2 separate regions of the Mus musculus genome follow, and region 2 is linked to region 1. The links are chromatin contacts, called in public HiChIP or PLAC-seq maps. All regions are on one chromosome and are shown on one strand. The core of a region is the stretch at or near the end of the contact, and the rest is flanking DNA. Distances in the headings are between cores, read along the strand shown.

Region 1 (7,346 bases), core at 3,054-5,553:
ACCAGAAATCACAGATATTTACATTACTCTTCATAACAGCAGCAAAATTACAGCTATGAAGCAGTAGTGAAAAACAGCATTATGGCTGGGAATCAGCACAGCCTGAGGAGCTGCGTTAAGGGGTCACGGCACTAGAAAGGCCGAGAACCTCTGCATTAGAGGCCTGCAACGCCACTCACCTGCTCTTGTCTGCCGGTGCTTGGGAGTGGCAAACCGGTCCCACTGTGCCACAATGATGGCAGAGATGCCCAGGACACAGACGATGGAGAGGTAGATGAGCCGCGGCTGTGGGGAGCAGTAGAAGGAGTAATAGAGCCAGGGAACGAAGCTCCCCATAATCAGTAGAGCAATCCCTGAATAGTCCAGTCTAGAAGTAAGCCACAAAGATCAAACACGTGAGCATGAGAAAAGAATGCCTGTGGCTCATGACCCAGTTAACCGTCTCTCACCTGCACCCAGACCTGACTATCTCCAGCCTCAACACTCCCTATACTCTATCCTGTACCCAAACTCCTCAACACTCCCTATACTCTATCCTATACCCAAACTCCTCAAAGTTGAGAACATTTTGCTTTTCAGTAAAAATTCTCTAAAAGCTGGGTGGTGATGGTTCATGTCACTAATCATAGCACTAGGGAGGAAGAGGCAGGTGGATCTCCATGAGTTCCAAGCCAGCCTGCTCTAAGGAAGGAGTTCCAAGGCCCCCTACCCCCAACCCCCTTGAAAAAAATCTCTAAGAAGGCCAGGTGTGTGGTGCATACCTGTAATCCTAGCACTTGGATCGTGGAGGCAAAAGGTGGGGACGTTCAAGGCTACAGAGCAAACTCAAGTCCAGCCTGGGCTGTATCAGACACTTTCAGAACATAACACTCAGGCTCTGGTTATTTCCCCAATCTGATGGAGTTCTAAAACTAAAACCCTTGGATTAGGAGCATCATAGGGGATGCTTGTTTGTGAGACAAGGTCCTGCTAAAAGGCCTTATACTCATTAGGTAAACTGGTCTCCAGTTTTAGTTCCTTCTCCTGCCTCTGCCTCCTGAGTGCTAGAATTACAGTCATGTGCCACCGCATTCAGCATAACAAGTACTTCTGTTCCTGTTCTTATTGACTTTTTCCTTTAAATTATTTATTTGTGTGTTCACTATCACCTGAGTATTCATAGTTGGTTCCTGCCTTCTACCATGTGGGTCCCAGGACTGAACCTGGGTCATTAGGCGTGGTGGCAAGCACTTTTATTCACAGAATCACCAAACCAACTCTCCTGTTTTTGAAGAGAGCCTTGCTTTCTATCCCCGGATGACCTTGAAATCCAGTATGTAACCTGGGCTAGCCTGAAAGTCACAGCAGTTTTCCTGCCAATGTTAGCTACCAGACCTATTTTCTTCTTGATGATTTTAGACAAGGTCTTGCTATATTGTTCAGGCTTGTCTCAAATTTCTGAGCTCAAGTGGTCCTCCTGCCTCAGCCTACAGAGTAGCTTAGAATACAGGTGCACCCCACCCTCCTTGGACTTTAGGGTTTTTTTTTTTTTAAAGATTTTTTTATTTTTATTTATATGAGTACACTGTTACTGTTTTCAGACACACCAGAAAAGGGCATCAGATCCCACTACAAATGGTTGTGAGCCACCATGTAGTTGCTGGGAATTAAACTCAGGACCTCTGGAAGAGGTCTAGTTTTAAGAGCACTGACTAGTGCTCTTAACCGTGGAGCCATCTCTCCTGACCTAAAAATTTAGTTTGAACTTTGTTTTTTAAAAAATTTTATTTATTTCTCACCTTCCTTGAAACTGATGTGCAAAATAATACACATGCACTCTCATTACTGGTGAAATAAAACAATCTACCACTATCACTAAGAAAGCAGCAGCAACCACTACCCAAGTAAACAGCCCCATGCTGAGCGAGGGCCATGGAGTGCCCGGCAGATAGCTGATGCTTCTAGCACCGTCTGGCCAACAAGATAAGCCTTGCGTGGGGTCTGAAGCACAGACTGCTTGCCACACACCACTTGGCCCCAGTCAATAAAGATAAGCTAGTATTAGGTACATGGTGTTGAAAGCAATCCATCAGCACCTCAAGTTTCACAAAAGACACTACTGTCTCAGTAGAAAACATATCCCAGAATTGGTTTCCATCTGTTGAGGAGGTCGTGGGAAGCTTATTATGACGTTTTAGTTTCTATAAGAAAAACTTTGTCATTTTGCTCTAACAACAGAAGAGAAAACTTCACTTCCCCGGGCACAACAGGGATCCGTTAAGAATTCCAGCAGCTCCAAGTGCCTGCTCAGCCCTGGGACAAGATGTGACAATAACACACATGGTCTCTTGCTGTGGCTGGCCTTTCAACTTACTTGGAAAAAGTCCGAGAGACCTTCTCTGAATGACAGTAGACAGTGTGGAAGAGCCAGGAGAAACTGAGGCAGAGCACCGCGCCCAGGAAGAACATCCCGAAGACCACCTTCTCCTGCAGGGGAGCCATGAAGTACATATTTGGTCTCAGCATCGTCAAGATTCCCAGAAAGAGAAATAGCACAAAACCTGCACGAGACAAAAAGGAAAAACCACCCGTGAGGAAATCTGGACTACACACACCGAGGCAGCCACTGTTTCTATCAGTAAACAGGGGAATTAGCTATGTGAACTGCCATCAGCCAGCCAGACAAACCAAGACAGACACTTTTATCTTATTATCTCTTAAATAATTTACTTATTTTTATTTTATGTGTATCAGTGTTTTGTCTGCGTATGTGTCTGTGTGAGGATGTGTGAATGCCACGTGCATGCCGGGAGCTGAACCTGGATCCTCTGGAAGAACCACGAGTTTTCAACCACTGAGCTAACTCTCCAACCCTGACATTTTTATTTTGGGACAGGGTTTCATGTACTCCTGAATGGCCGCCAACCCCTGTGTAGCTAGGGTAACCCTGAACTTCTCACCTCCCTGCCTCCACCTCCTGAATACTGGGATTGCAGGCATGTGCCACCATGCCCAGTCTACTCAGTGCTAGGAGTCAAAGCCAGGGCTTCTTGGAGCTAGGCAAGCACACACTCGTAGGCCACAAAAGTATTAGTCTGTGAATGGTGGCAGTTTGTTTTTAGAGTGGCAAGTTAGGAATCATGAGTTCCCACTACACAGATGTTCCAGCAAGAAGCCAAAGCCAAGATGCAGCGCCATTCCCTCATGTTCTGGGTCTTCTGTCTTGTGGTAAAGACCAGCAATCAACTATCAAGTAAGGTGAACAATAACCTAAAAGGCCAGACTCCTGATATCAACTATTCAGAAACATTTTATTCTCTCCCCATGGACAAATTCCTTGGCAAGTAAGATTGGAATTCCTTTTTTGTTTATTTCTTTGGTTAGCCTGGAACTCCTATGTAAACCAGGTTGGCCTTGAACTCACAGAGATCGAAGTGCCGGAACTAAAGGAGTGCATCGCCACCAACAACCCATGACTAGAATGGTGCCCAGTGGTACAGCACGCATCACTACAAACTTTTTTTTTTTCCTCATCCAAATCACTCACCAAGCAGATGTGTCCAGATGTTGCCAGTCTCTGTGTGGATGCGGAAGATGCTCTTGAAGCAAGCCCGAAAGGAGGGCATAGGTGGTCTGTGGCCATGTAGCAGGTAGTCGTTGTCTTTCAGCCAGTCAGGAAGCACATCATACGGGATGACTCTCCAACGTCCCTCCCAGACCTACAACACACACGACGCCTTTAGATGGGCTGTAGTGAAAAGGAGCTTTCCTGGGGAAACCGCACTGAAGAGAACCTGCTTAGGAGGTGGTCACTCAGGCTTCAGGTGGTGCCAAGTCCCAGGGGAATAAGGCTAGCCTTGGAGATACCCAGCAGGGGACTGGCTGATATGTTGGCCACTTTATAGGGAACCTCCTTTATGCTCCTTGAATTTTCAAAATTAATATACTGAGAGAAGACAAAGAAATCCTAAGCATGTTTTTCACAAACACAAATCTCTCCTGATGTTTTCCTGGAGTCTTCTGGCTCCTGCTCCTCTCTCCTTGTTTACTCCTCTGAAGTCCTTACTGTGCTAATTCTGTATCTTTGTAAAGCAGTAATTCGTTCTTCTTCATTTTAAGTTATATTTATTTATTTTATATGTGTATGTGTGGGCATACAAGTGCAACAGTGTACATGTGAAAATCAGAAAATTCCCACAATTTGTGAGAATTACTCTCTTTTTTTAACCACGAGGATCAAGGGATTGACCTTAGGTCATCAAGCAAGTGCTCTTCAACTCCAGGTAGGCTCGCCAGTTAGAGACATCCCAGAGACCTCGGCTCCACCCTGCCCCGCCCCTTCCCAGAGACCTCGGCTCCACCCTGCCCCCACCCCTTCCCAGCTCTAGGCTACACCTTATACACGAACTCCTCCATCTTCTCCATGGCATGGTGGGCTTGCAGAGGAAGCGTCAGCACCCGCACCTCCTCCTCCTCTTCCTGAGGCACCGGGCATGCTTGATCTTCCTCAGCCTAAAGGAACACAACAACAGTCTAGACATCAACTCCTAAACTGCACGTTTCTGGGGAGATCCAAACTCACAGCTTCACCCTCAGAACGCTGGCCCTCCGCCCCCACAGCATGATACTGAGTTGGCCACAGTCGCCTGAGATTCCTACTTTATCTACACTGGGTGAAAGTTTGGTTTGGCACACAAGACGCAGACTGAGACTATCATTGGAAGAACACAGGCTTAGTGCACCAAGCCTAGACATTATTTAAATTTTAATTTCTTACTTATTTAAACTTTATTATGAGTATATGTTGCCTTAGATGTTATGTGCCTGTTCTCTTAAAACATTTTTTACAATTTTAGTGTAGGTGTGCGTGCGTGCACGCGCACACATGCACTCATCAAGACAGCTTGAGGAAATTGGTTCTCTCCTACTCTGTAGGTTCCAGGGATCAACCTCAGCTCATCAGGCTAGACGGCAGCACCTTTACTCACTGGGCCCTCTTGCCTGAGAGATCTCCATTTGCCCCAGTGGAAGGGATTTTTGTCTATTACCTTAATTCAGGTCTATTTAGTGATTATTTTACTGCACTTCTTCTGCTGGACACTGAGTTTACAAAAGTACTGTGTGCTCTTTTGGGAAATTAACTCCCAAAGCTCAGAGACAAAAATAAAGACACCTAAACCAAGCACAATCAAGACACATCCAGAACTATCCCCAGGGTCCTATGGGTAATTTAAAAGGGAGGGAGATCTTAAACTGAGACTGAATAGATTCAGCAGGGCACTGGTCAAGCGAGCAACTCTGGGAAACAGTTTACCTTGGCTGGGCTGCTGGCTGCCCGCTTGCCCTTCTCCTCCAGCAGGGGCCCCAGCTCAGCCAGCTCCACTGTGTCAGCTTCTCTGTTACCAGAAGGAGCCCCATTGCCTTGTGCCCCGGCAGAGCCTTTGTGGGAAGACATCTGGCTGGTACCTCAGTGCCTGGCAGCTTCAGCTTGAAGAAAGGTTGGGGTCTCTCAGCCCCAGAGGGCAGAGATCTTCCTGTGATGGTGGACACTGCAGATACAAACATGACAACACCGGATTCATTTCTGTAATGCTATACTGAATATGACATAGCTAATCAGCTTACCCTGCCTCTAACTGTAAAGGCTAGCTCATTGTTTAAATAAAATCCACTGTCTTCACCGGGCAGTGGTGGCACACGCCTTTAATCCCAGCACTTGGGAGGCAGAGGCAAGCAGATTTCTGAACTCGAGGCCAGCCTGGTCTACAGAGTGAGTTCCAGGGTAGACAGGGCTACACAGAGAAACCCTGTCTTGAAAAGTAAATAAATAAATAAATAAATAAATAAACAAACAAATCTGTCTCCTTTAGAATATTATGCTTCACCAGAAACTCTCCAATCTCACCTAGATACGTATATAAAATCTCAGATACACATATATAATCTTATATATATGAGATTATATGTGCATATATAATCTCATATATATGATCACATTACATATAAATATAAAAAAGATAACACCTAGTTCTCTGCCTTCACAGGTTCTACTGTTACTATACTAACTGTCAACATCACCGGACCCAATGGAGCCCGCTCGTGAGAAGGGCGACGCCCACCACTCCTCAAGCCCATTCCCCCCATGAAAGGCCTAGACGCGCAACTGACATCAAAACACCAAGACCAGCTGTAGGCTATGCTCTCAAGTCTGGCTGTTTCATTTCAGTACACAAATAAATCTATTTTCTTTGTGGGGCGGGAAAGGGGGGGAGTTGAGACCATCTCACTATGTAGCTCTAGTTGGCCTAAAACTTAATATGTAGATGAGCCTGGTTTCAAACTCAAGAAATACACCTACCTGCCTCTGCCTCTGCCTCCCGAGTGCTGACATCAAAGGTGCGCACCACCATGCCTACCTTCTTTCTTTAAGTGAAGCCCACATCTGGCTACAATATTGAGAGAGCATACAGGCTTAGGAATGGATTAAGTGTCAACTGTACTCATTTGGCCTTTAGATAGACGTGACAAGCACATCTTGCATGGGAAAAGGCTGGGTATGCCCGCTGGTTGTTTCCTCTGCAAATCCGCTCATTTTCAGGGTTACAGCCTGGGCTCAAGGCTCTAATAAGAAGCCTTCATCACACTCCTCACAGCAAGCAATGATCTACCCGGAAGCAGGAAGTTTAAAAGACAAGGAGGCTCCCCAAGTCCGCCCTTTGCCACACACACACCCCTAAATCACCGGCTCTGCAAGAGCGCGTCCCAACCACCACAGCCCATAAATCTAAGCCCCACTCAAAATACTTTGTATAAACTAGACACAGTCATGCACGATCCTTAAGGAAGAATCAGAATTCAGACTCCCAGCACATTCTCAAACATTGTAGGATTTTCTGCACTGGCCTTTTTAATGTAATATTTTCAAATTAGGCTTCAGAGAAGAATAAAGCAAAGCAAAGTTTCCTAAGACTTCTATGTGGTATTTCTAAGTCTTCTTCCTTCCAGAGGCAGGGCTTTGTTACTTCATAGCAACACCCCGAGCCAGAAGAATACCACAGGGCAACCCAAAGACAGCACCGTGGGTTATATGATGAGAGAGACATTTAAACTTGGGAGACTGCCTCCTTCATGGTGGGAAGTAAACATGACTATTCCCTGGAGAGACACTGCTTCACCCATGGCAGCTCACTATGTAAACAAACATCTTTGGCATCTGGACTAGTTTTTACCCAAGAGTAATCTCAATTCCCTCTCAGGGATTATAATTAGGTATATGTAGGTTATGGTTAATCTTAGGGATCAGTGACTGGATTAAGGGGCGTCCAGATAGTTGGTAAAGCATTCTCGGGGGTGTGGGGTTTCAGGAA
Region 2 (7,346 bases), core at 1,895-4,394, 680 kb before region 1:
TAAAGCTGGCATACTCTTGACTATTCCCAGCTATTCCCTGTTCTCTAACCTTCTGCTTTTCCAGTGTATTCAGACATCAAACTTTCTACCTGTCTTAGTTACGGTTTCCATTGCTGTGAACAGACACCATGACCAAGGTAGCTCTTATAAAGGACATGATTTAATTGGGGCTGGCTTACAGGTTCAGAGGTTCCGTCCATTATCATCAATGTGGTTCGCATGGCGGTGTTCAGGCAGGCATGGCACTGGAGGAGCTGAGAAATCTACATCTTGTTTCAAAGATAAACAGAGAACTGGCTTCCAGGCAGCTAGGATGAGGGTCCTTAAAGCCTATGCCCACGGTGACACACTTCCTCCAACAAGGCCATATCTCCAAATAGTGCCACTCCCTGGGCCAAGTATATTCAAACTACTCCTAACATCCTGCGATGCTGAGCCCTATTTACTTATTGTTCTTTCTCCATTTTTCTCATCTGCCACTGGACCCCCTTGTCTATCTCCAGGGGCTATCCTCAGTCACTGTAGGCTCCTTGCCAGAGTAGAGGTGCTAATGCCACACTGTGACCCTTAAGTAAGGAACCAGGGGTGGCTCTGGTTGAACCTGTCAAGTTTCCCCCATTCCTGCACTGTCTTCCTTTCTTTTATACAGGCCACGCCCATGGCAGCAGTAGCCAGGTTTCTCATTGGCTAACTTGGTTCTTAGCCGTATGCAAGGGTCCGATGGTCTGCTTCGGTGAAGAAGTGGAAGGAAAGCTTTATGGGTCCTGGGAGGTAGTCAGTTTGTAGAATTCTTGCCTTGTATGCATGATATCCCGGTCCAGGGTTTGATCCCCTAATAGCGCATAGACTATGCATGGTAGCCCATGACTGGAATCCCAGCACTCAGGATGTAAAGACAAGAAGATCCGAACTCAAGATCATCCTTAGCTACATAGCAAGGGTGAGGCTAGCCTGGGCTACAGGAGATCCTGACTCAAGAAACAAAAGTAACAAAAAAACCCTAAGTAACAAAAGGGGGCGCTGGGCTGTCAGAAGCTCAATGGGCACCAGTGCTTGGTGCCAAACCTGATAACCTGGGCTCAATCTCTGGGACACATATGGTGATGGAGAGAATGGACTCCCACCGATTGGTCTCTGGTTACATACTTACGTCATGTGCCATGGCACATGTGCCCATGCTACCCTTACACAAAATGTGTGTGTGTGTGTGTGTGTGTGTGTGTGTGCCTGCATGTATGTCTGTGTGAGAGTGTCAGATCTTGGAGATACAGTTGTGAGTTGCCACGTGGTTGCTGGGAATTGAACCTGTGTCCTCTGGAAGAGCAGTGCTCTTAACCACTGAACCGTCTCTACAATCATACCCATACACAAGACAAGTGTACTTAAAAAAAAAGTGGGGCTTTCTACTAGCGAGGAGCTTTCCCAAAGTGAGAATGGGTTCTTGTGACCCCCTAGGACTGAACATTAATGTTTTCTTCAGTACTGCATTTCTCAGGAGTCCAAGGGTTGGCCCCAGAGTGACTCTCCATCCTGTGGGCAGGCTGGACACTCAGCTCTGAGTTGCCCAAGCCCACTTCAGAAGGCTGCTCCAGAGGTGGAAAGGGGCCCAAGTGTGATTTTCCAGCTTTGGCTGGGGACTTGGAGCAGCATGAATGGTGTGTGTGTGTGTGTGTGTGTGTGTGTGTGTGTGTGTGTGTGTATGAGGGGTTAGAGCCAAGGTGAAGGCAAGGGGTAAGCGAGAGTAAATACAGAGGGGGCTTCTGCTTGCAGGTCTGTGTGGCTGTGGAGGGACCTTCTTACAGGCTCATCTTGTAGTTCTATCACAGCTGCGGCTGGAGCCCTGGAAGCACAGCACAGTTCTTTTGGCTTCTTGGTCTGACTATGCAGCTTCCCCTCTGCGGGCCCTGCGGCGTCCGCAAAGATAGAGAGGGGTTGATGAAGTGTTTGGGATATAGAAGTAAAAGGTGGAGGGTATCTTGGCTACCTCCGTGTGGTCCTCATGGACCATGGGGATCAAACTGCTCCCAACTTGGTCTAGTTCCATCCTGGGGCTTGGCTCAGGGAAAGATCTGGAGACCAGAGAAAGCAAAAGGACACGTGAAGGAAGCACTGCTAGCCCAGGCTGGCCTAAGAAGAGAGCTGAGTCTTGACTCCAGTTTTAGCCACTATTGCCCTTGCTCTCCAAGGTCCTGGGATTATAGATGGATTATAGATGGAATCGGGCCCTTAAGGTGCTTGAGCTGCATCTGTAGTACTGGGCCTCCAGGTGGCGCCAATCAGCCGACTCGCTGGCAAGCTCTGGCAACCAGCTGTGCGGAGGGCAGCCCCTCTGCTGTCCTGGGTCCCGAGATCAAGGTTCAGGGTGATCTCTAGACCTTAGATCTTATAGTCTACATGAGTTCATTTCCATGCCCTGTGCATCAGGTGGAATCTACGCCAGTTGCTTGGTGTTGAGGAGTGGCTCCTCAATGAGGGGGCCCCTCCTCATTCCTACTACCAACCTGCGACCACGTCCTTCCTCCTTGAGACCTTCTTCCTTCCCTGGTCGGAATGGGTGTAAAGGAGTGATCTGGGCACTAGTTCTGAGGCTGTCCCCAACTGCCGTGTGACCTTGAACATCTCTTTCTCTCGGGTCTCTTTTCCCATCAGCCTAAAATCTGGTAGTGGGGCTCAAGTCTGTGGAACTCTCTTTTGTTGTTGTTTTTTTGTTTTGTTTTGTTTTTTGTTTGTTTGTTTCTCCCCTGATGGTCTCTGGTCCCTTGAGACCCTGTGGCTGTTCCCAAAGTCAAAAAGAATTCGACCCCATAGGCCCAGCTCTGGGGCACCCTTTCTAAACAAGTGCAGGTCTCTGATGTGCTGGCCCTTCCTAGCTTTCTTTGGGTTTCTTTGCTTTCTTCACCGCCCCTCTCCTACCCCACGCCCCCGATGAAATTCCTGCCAGCTGGGAAGGAAGGAGGGAAGGGGAGCGAGCCACAGCGTAGAAAGTTTCCTTGACTCCTCCTCCCAGCCCCCCCACCCCACCCCCGTGTCTCCCTCCCTCGCCAAGCCCAGCCTGTGAAACTGAATAACGAAGATCACTCAACAATGCCTGCCCCTCTCTGACTGCACCGTCCCGCCGCCGCTGCCGCCGCCGCGCCCAAGCCAAGTCGAGCGGGGGCGTTGCCCACCGACGGCGCAGCCCTCGGGCCCGCCCGGGACCAGGAGGTGAGCCGCGCGCGCACAACTCCGTGCGCTCGCCCGTCTGAGCGCCCGCCAGGTGCCCCGCAGCCCGCCGCCGAGATGCACAGCCCGCCTGGGCTCCTGGCGCTGTGGCTTTGCGCTGTGCTGTGCGCATCGGCGCGCGCGGGCAGCGACCCCCAGCCTGGCCCGGGGCGTCCCGCCTGCCCGGCTCCCTGCCACTGCCAGGAGGACGGCATCATGCTGTCCGCTGACTGCTCCGAGCTCGGGCTCTCAGTGGTGCCTGCGGACCTGGACCCCCTGACGGCTTACCTGTGAGTACTCACCTGCTGGTACCTGTTATTCGTAATGGCCGCCTGCCCCGCAAACACTCGTTTGGTGCCCTTGGACATGCGCATCCCCAAGAGGGCTCTTCCTTTTCCAAGAGTGAAGGACTGGGAAGCTAGTCTTAGAACTTGGGAAACTGAGGCAAGAAATGAGCCTAGGCCTCCCTGCTACCTTTCCCAGGTGTTTCTCCCCCACCCCTATGGGCTTAATGTGGGACCTGGTGAAGTGCAGTGTGAACGCCAAGCAAGAAAGTGGTGTGTGTGTGTGTGTGTGTGTGTGTGTGTGTGTGTGTGTGTGTGACAGTATATTCTTTTGCTGTCCTCCTCAGAAGAACACTGCCCAGGATTGATGAAGGCAAAAGTTAGTGCTCTGTTAGGAGGTGAGGGAAGTTTGCCCTGGTAGGGATGAAATGGGTTCTTCCACCACAGCAGGAAGCGGCACTGCCCCACTGAGGCAGGGGGCTTTGGTGAAGGGTCCACGCAGCTCTCCTCTCCTTAGTTAGGGACTCTGCCAGTACCATCTTCTTGTGTGGAGGTCTCCTACCCCCTCCCCAGGCCTCCCTGAAGTCTTGTCCCAGGAGGCTGTGTTAGAGACACTAATTTGTGGGCAGGCTTCAAGACTGAAAACCAGAGAACCATTTTTAGAGTCTGAGTTGGGGTGAGGTGGTGCACGAAGGGGACCCTATTGGGGGTAGCCGGCTCAGAATCGGGAGAGCCGGAAGCTGTAGCTGATCACTACCTGGGCAGGAGTGGGTGGGAGCATAGCCCGGACCTCTTGGCCCTGACCCCTGCTGCAGGGAGAGGAAACCCCCTGGCCTCCCCTGCTATCCCTTAGAAGAAGGAGAGAAGGTGGGAAGATCTGGGTAGAAAGTCTGGCCAGAGCTCCCTCAGGCCTGAGAGAGGCTCTCTCGGCTTTGGGATCCTAGAATTGAGGATCGCTGAGGAAGAGGCAGCCGGGCTTGTTCCCAGAGGCTCGGCAATAGAGCTGGTGGGGCCAGGGTGCGATGAGAGGGTGGTGTCCTGGTAAAAGTGGGGGATCCTGAACTAGTGCCCCTTGTGGGGCTCCTTCCATATCGCGATTACCTCCCCGCCCCCATATCCTTCTTCACTCCAAAAGAAACAGTTGTGGGAACAGAAACACCCATATTCCAGAAGGACAAACCAAGTCCTGTACAGCCCCTAGGGGTGATGGGAGAGGTGGGCACAGGTATTCACAGCAGAGCTGTGAGGGTGCCCAGCACCAAGCAGAGAGCAGCAGGTCTGGGCCCACCGCCATCACACCCCAGAAATTCCATTTCTAGCAGTTTAATACATTAGGGGTCTATGACACTGTTTCTTTGGAAGACAGGGAAGATGGCTAAAAAGACTTTAGAAATAACTTCTATTCAGCCTTCCAGGACAGCAGAAAAGAGGCCTCTTGCCTGTGTTAAAGGAACAGAGAGGACACAGGACCTTTCAGAGGGTGGCAGGTCAGGCCACATTTCTCAGCAACCAAAATTTTCTAGAGTAATCTGTGGACTTTTTTTTTTTTTTTTTTCCTGGCAGGGCTTGGGAATAAGGATAGAGTTTCACTTTGGGGATCCAAGTATTCCACGTTCCATGGTGACAACAGTTCCGTGACACTTTGACCCAGTGCCCTCTGATATGCGGGGTATCTTTGGGTTAGAAGAGGTGAAGGTTTCTGAGCTCTTCCTGAGTCTTTGTGGGTGTCAAGGAAGCCTTTGAGTTTCCGAGGGTAGGAGAAGGGAGTCACGGGTGTGGGTCCTGGGTGATCCGGAGATTTTTTTCAGCAATATACACAGCGTTGCAGAGAGCTGGAAAGACCCATCCTCCTGCCTGGGCTGTGCAGGGGTCCCAGTGGGGGGTGGAGGAGGGGCTTCTACTATCTGTAGATAGCTCAGAGGTGGAGCCTTCCCTCTTTGCTTTCTCAGGGGAGCTGCGAGGACATTTTACATCTCTCTCTCTCTCTCTCTCTCTCTCTCTCTCTCTCTCTCTCTCTCTCTCTGTGTGTGTGTGTGTGTGTATCTATGTTGGTGTGCACATGTCTGCAGGTACATGTTCAGTGTGTGTGGAGGCCAGGGGTCAACCGCAGGTGTCACATCTCAGGAGCTGTCCCTTTGGTTTGGTTTTGTCTTTGTTTTTTGAGACAGTGTCCCATGCTAACCTGGAGCTCATTGAGTGATCTAGGCGGGGAGTCCCAGGGATCTGCTCATATTCCTCACCTGGCGCTGGGGAATGACCAAGTGCACACCACCATTTCTGACTCTTTTTGCATGAACTCTGGGGAATGACCAAGTGCACGCCACCATTTCTGACTCTTTTTGCATGAACTCTGCAGGTAGAAACCAGATCTTCATGCCTGTGCATCACACACATCACTGTTCTGAGCTATCCTTCTAGCTCTGCAAAGGCCTTGGAAGGTAATGAGAGACAGATCATGAGAAGGAGCCAGGCAGGGATATCTTGGGACCCTGTCCCTTCTTGGCAGTATTAGGACCTGCTGGCGGGCCACAAAAGACATCCTGGGTCCCTTTTAGTGCTTCCTTGACAGAATTTCAGTATAAAACTACTTGGCCTCTGCTTCCCACCCGGGGATAGTAAGGATCCTTCCTAGCCAGTACCTGTCATGAAGTGGCTGCCTCCACCTCCCTCCATTCCTGTTCCCAGGGAGACCGAGAGTCTTTATGTCTATTTATTTGACACACAAGTCCAAAACCCACGAACAGTCTGGGGCCCAATGCCAGCCCTGTTTGATCAAAGTTAGGAGTCATTCATTTATACACAGTACTTCAAGTGTCTCTAGAAGGGCTCCTCCCACACCCTCACTGGAGTGAAGCTCAGGGAAATTTGCTGGGTTTTGTGTGTCTCCCTGAGTTGAGGCCTCTTACGGAAAGAGATGGAGAGGAATATGCCTCAGCTGGCTCTGGGGCACTGCAGTTTGTGGGGATGGGAATGAGAGGTGTCCCTGTCATGCCCCAGCACTAGCAGTCACAGGAATATACATGTAGCACGTGCTCGCTAGGCAAATGCACCCAGAGCTGGGGAATCCAGGGATTTACGTGGGGTCTCCTGTTTGCCTTCGGCACTGAGAAATGTTGGAGAGTGTGTGTGTACCTCTGGCTGTAAACTCTCAGAGGCTCAAGCACTGTGGGTTACCCCTAAGCATCCGTTTTGTTACTTACTGCTGCCAAAACGTTTGCTCTATGCCAGGCTACTCAAAGGGAATTCGCTTCCTTCAAGCCAGAATAACCACTGGGTTTGTGCGAAAGGTCAGGTGCGTGTGACTGTGCGTGTGTGTGTGCGTGTGCGTGTGCATGTGCGTGTGTGTGTGTGTGTGTGTGTGTGTGTGTGTGTAGAATCAGGATAATCTCTTGCCATTGCTTAAGCATGTCTATAACCAGACAGATGGAGGTGGAGGCAGTGTGTCATAGGAAGAGCACAGAAGGTTAAGGGTGGGCGTTGGTGTGAAGGGCAGCGCTAGCAGAAACTGAGCAAGTATATTGGTTTATAACTTGACCTGGCTTCTCCATCTATAAATGAAGCTAATACCTGATTCAAACGGTGGCTGTGTGGCTTCACTGAGGTAGTGTCTGCAGGTATAGGGTCCGGAAGAACACAGTGTTAATAGTGTTGTCACCAGGGAGCCAGGAGGCAGTTGTCTTGGAAGGCTCCCTGGAGGTGGAGGTGCTGGAGCTAGTACTGGAAAGCGGAGCAGCCTGCTATGGGAGTTGTTCAACAAGTCTCTGTATGCTGAGGGCTGTGTGTATGTGGCGGGAGAACACACTGTCATGTAGACATTGGTGGCGACCTTGGGGAACCAGAACACTTTTGCAGCTGCCCCCA

Evidence for each region. HiChIP or PLAC-seq counts read pairs in DNA pulled down with a chosen protein or histone mark.
Region 2: a contact with region 1 is called in an H3K27ac HiChIP or PLAC-seq map of embryonic stem cells, with 5 times the contacts expected there. The contact joins the promoter of Lgr6 here to the enhancer-like site in region 1. A contact is called at or near these places in 4 of 39 promoter capture datasets (the 3T3-L1 cell line, the HPC-7 cell line, hippocampal neurons and 1 more), 1 of 484 Hi-C or Micro-C datasets (embryonic stem cells) and 3 of 115 datasets of contacts at active chromatin or transcription factors (embryonic stem cells and thymic regulatory T cells).

Annotation. Positions count from the first base shown.
Region 1 is chr1:134,421,103-134,428,448 of GRCm38.p6, reverse strand. Adipor1 (adiponectin receptor 1) reads right to left here. Exons shown (of 8, transcript NM_028320.4): 2 at 5,294-5,528; 3 at 4,375-4,491; 4 at 3,527-3,698; 5 at 2,354-2,540; 6 at 180-367. The coding sequence starts at 5,434. Among named protein-coding and RNA genes, the nearest start is that of Adipor1, 9.4 kb to the right of the region's middle. Within about 2 kb of position 4,303, at least 18 of the 459 cell types and tissues checked have an H3K27ac peak or open chromatin away from gene starts, as enhancers often do. A contact at or near this core is called in embryonic stem cells, where this site is marked.
Region 2 is chr1:135,101,074-135,108,419 of GRCm38.p6, reverse strand. Lgr6 (leucine-rich repeat-containing G protein-coupled receptor 6) reads left to right here and starts at 3,144. Exons shown (of 18, transcript NM_001033409.3): 1 at 3,144-3,491. The coding sequence starts at 3,280.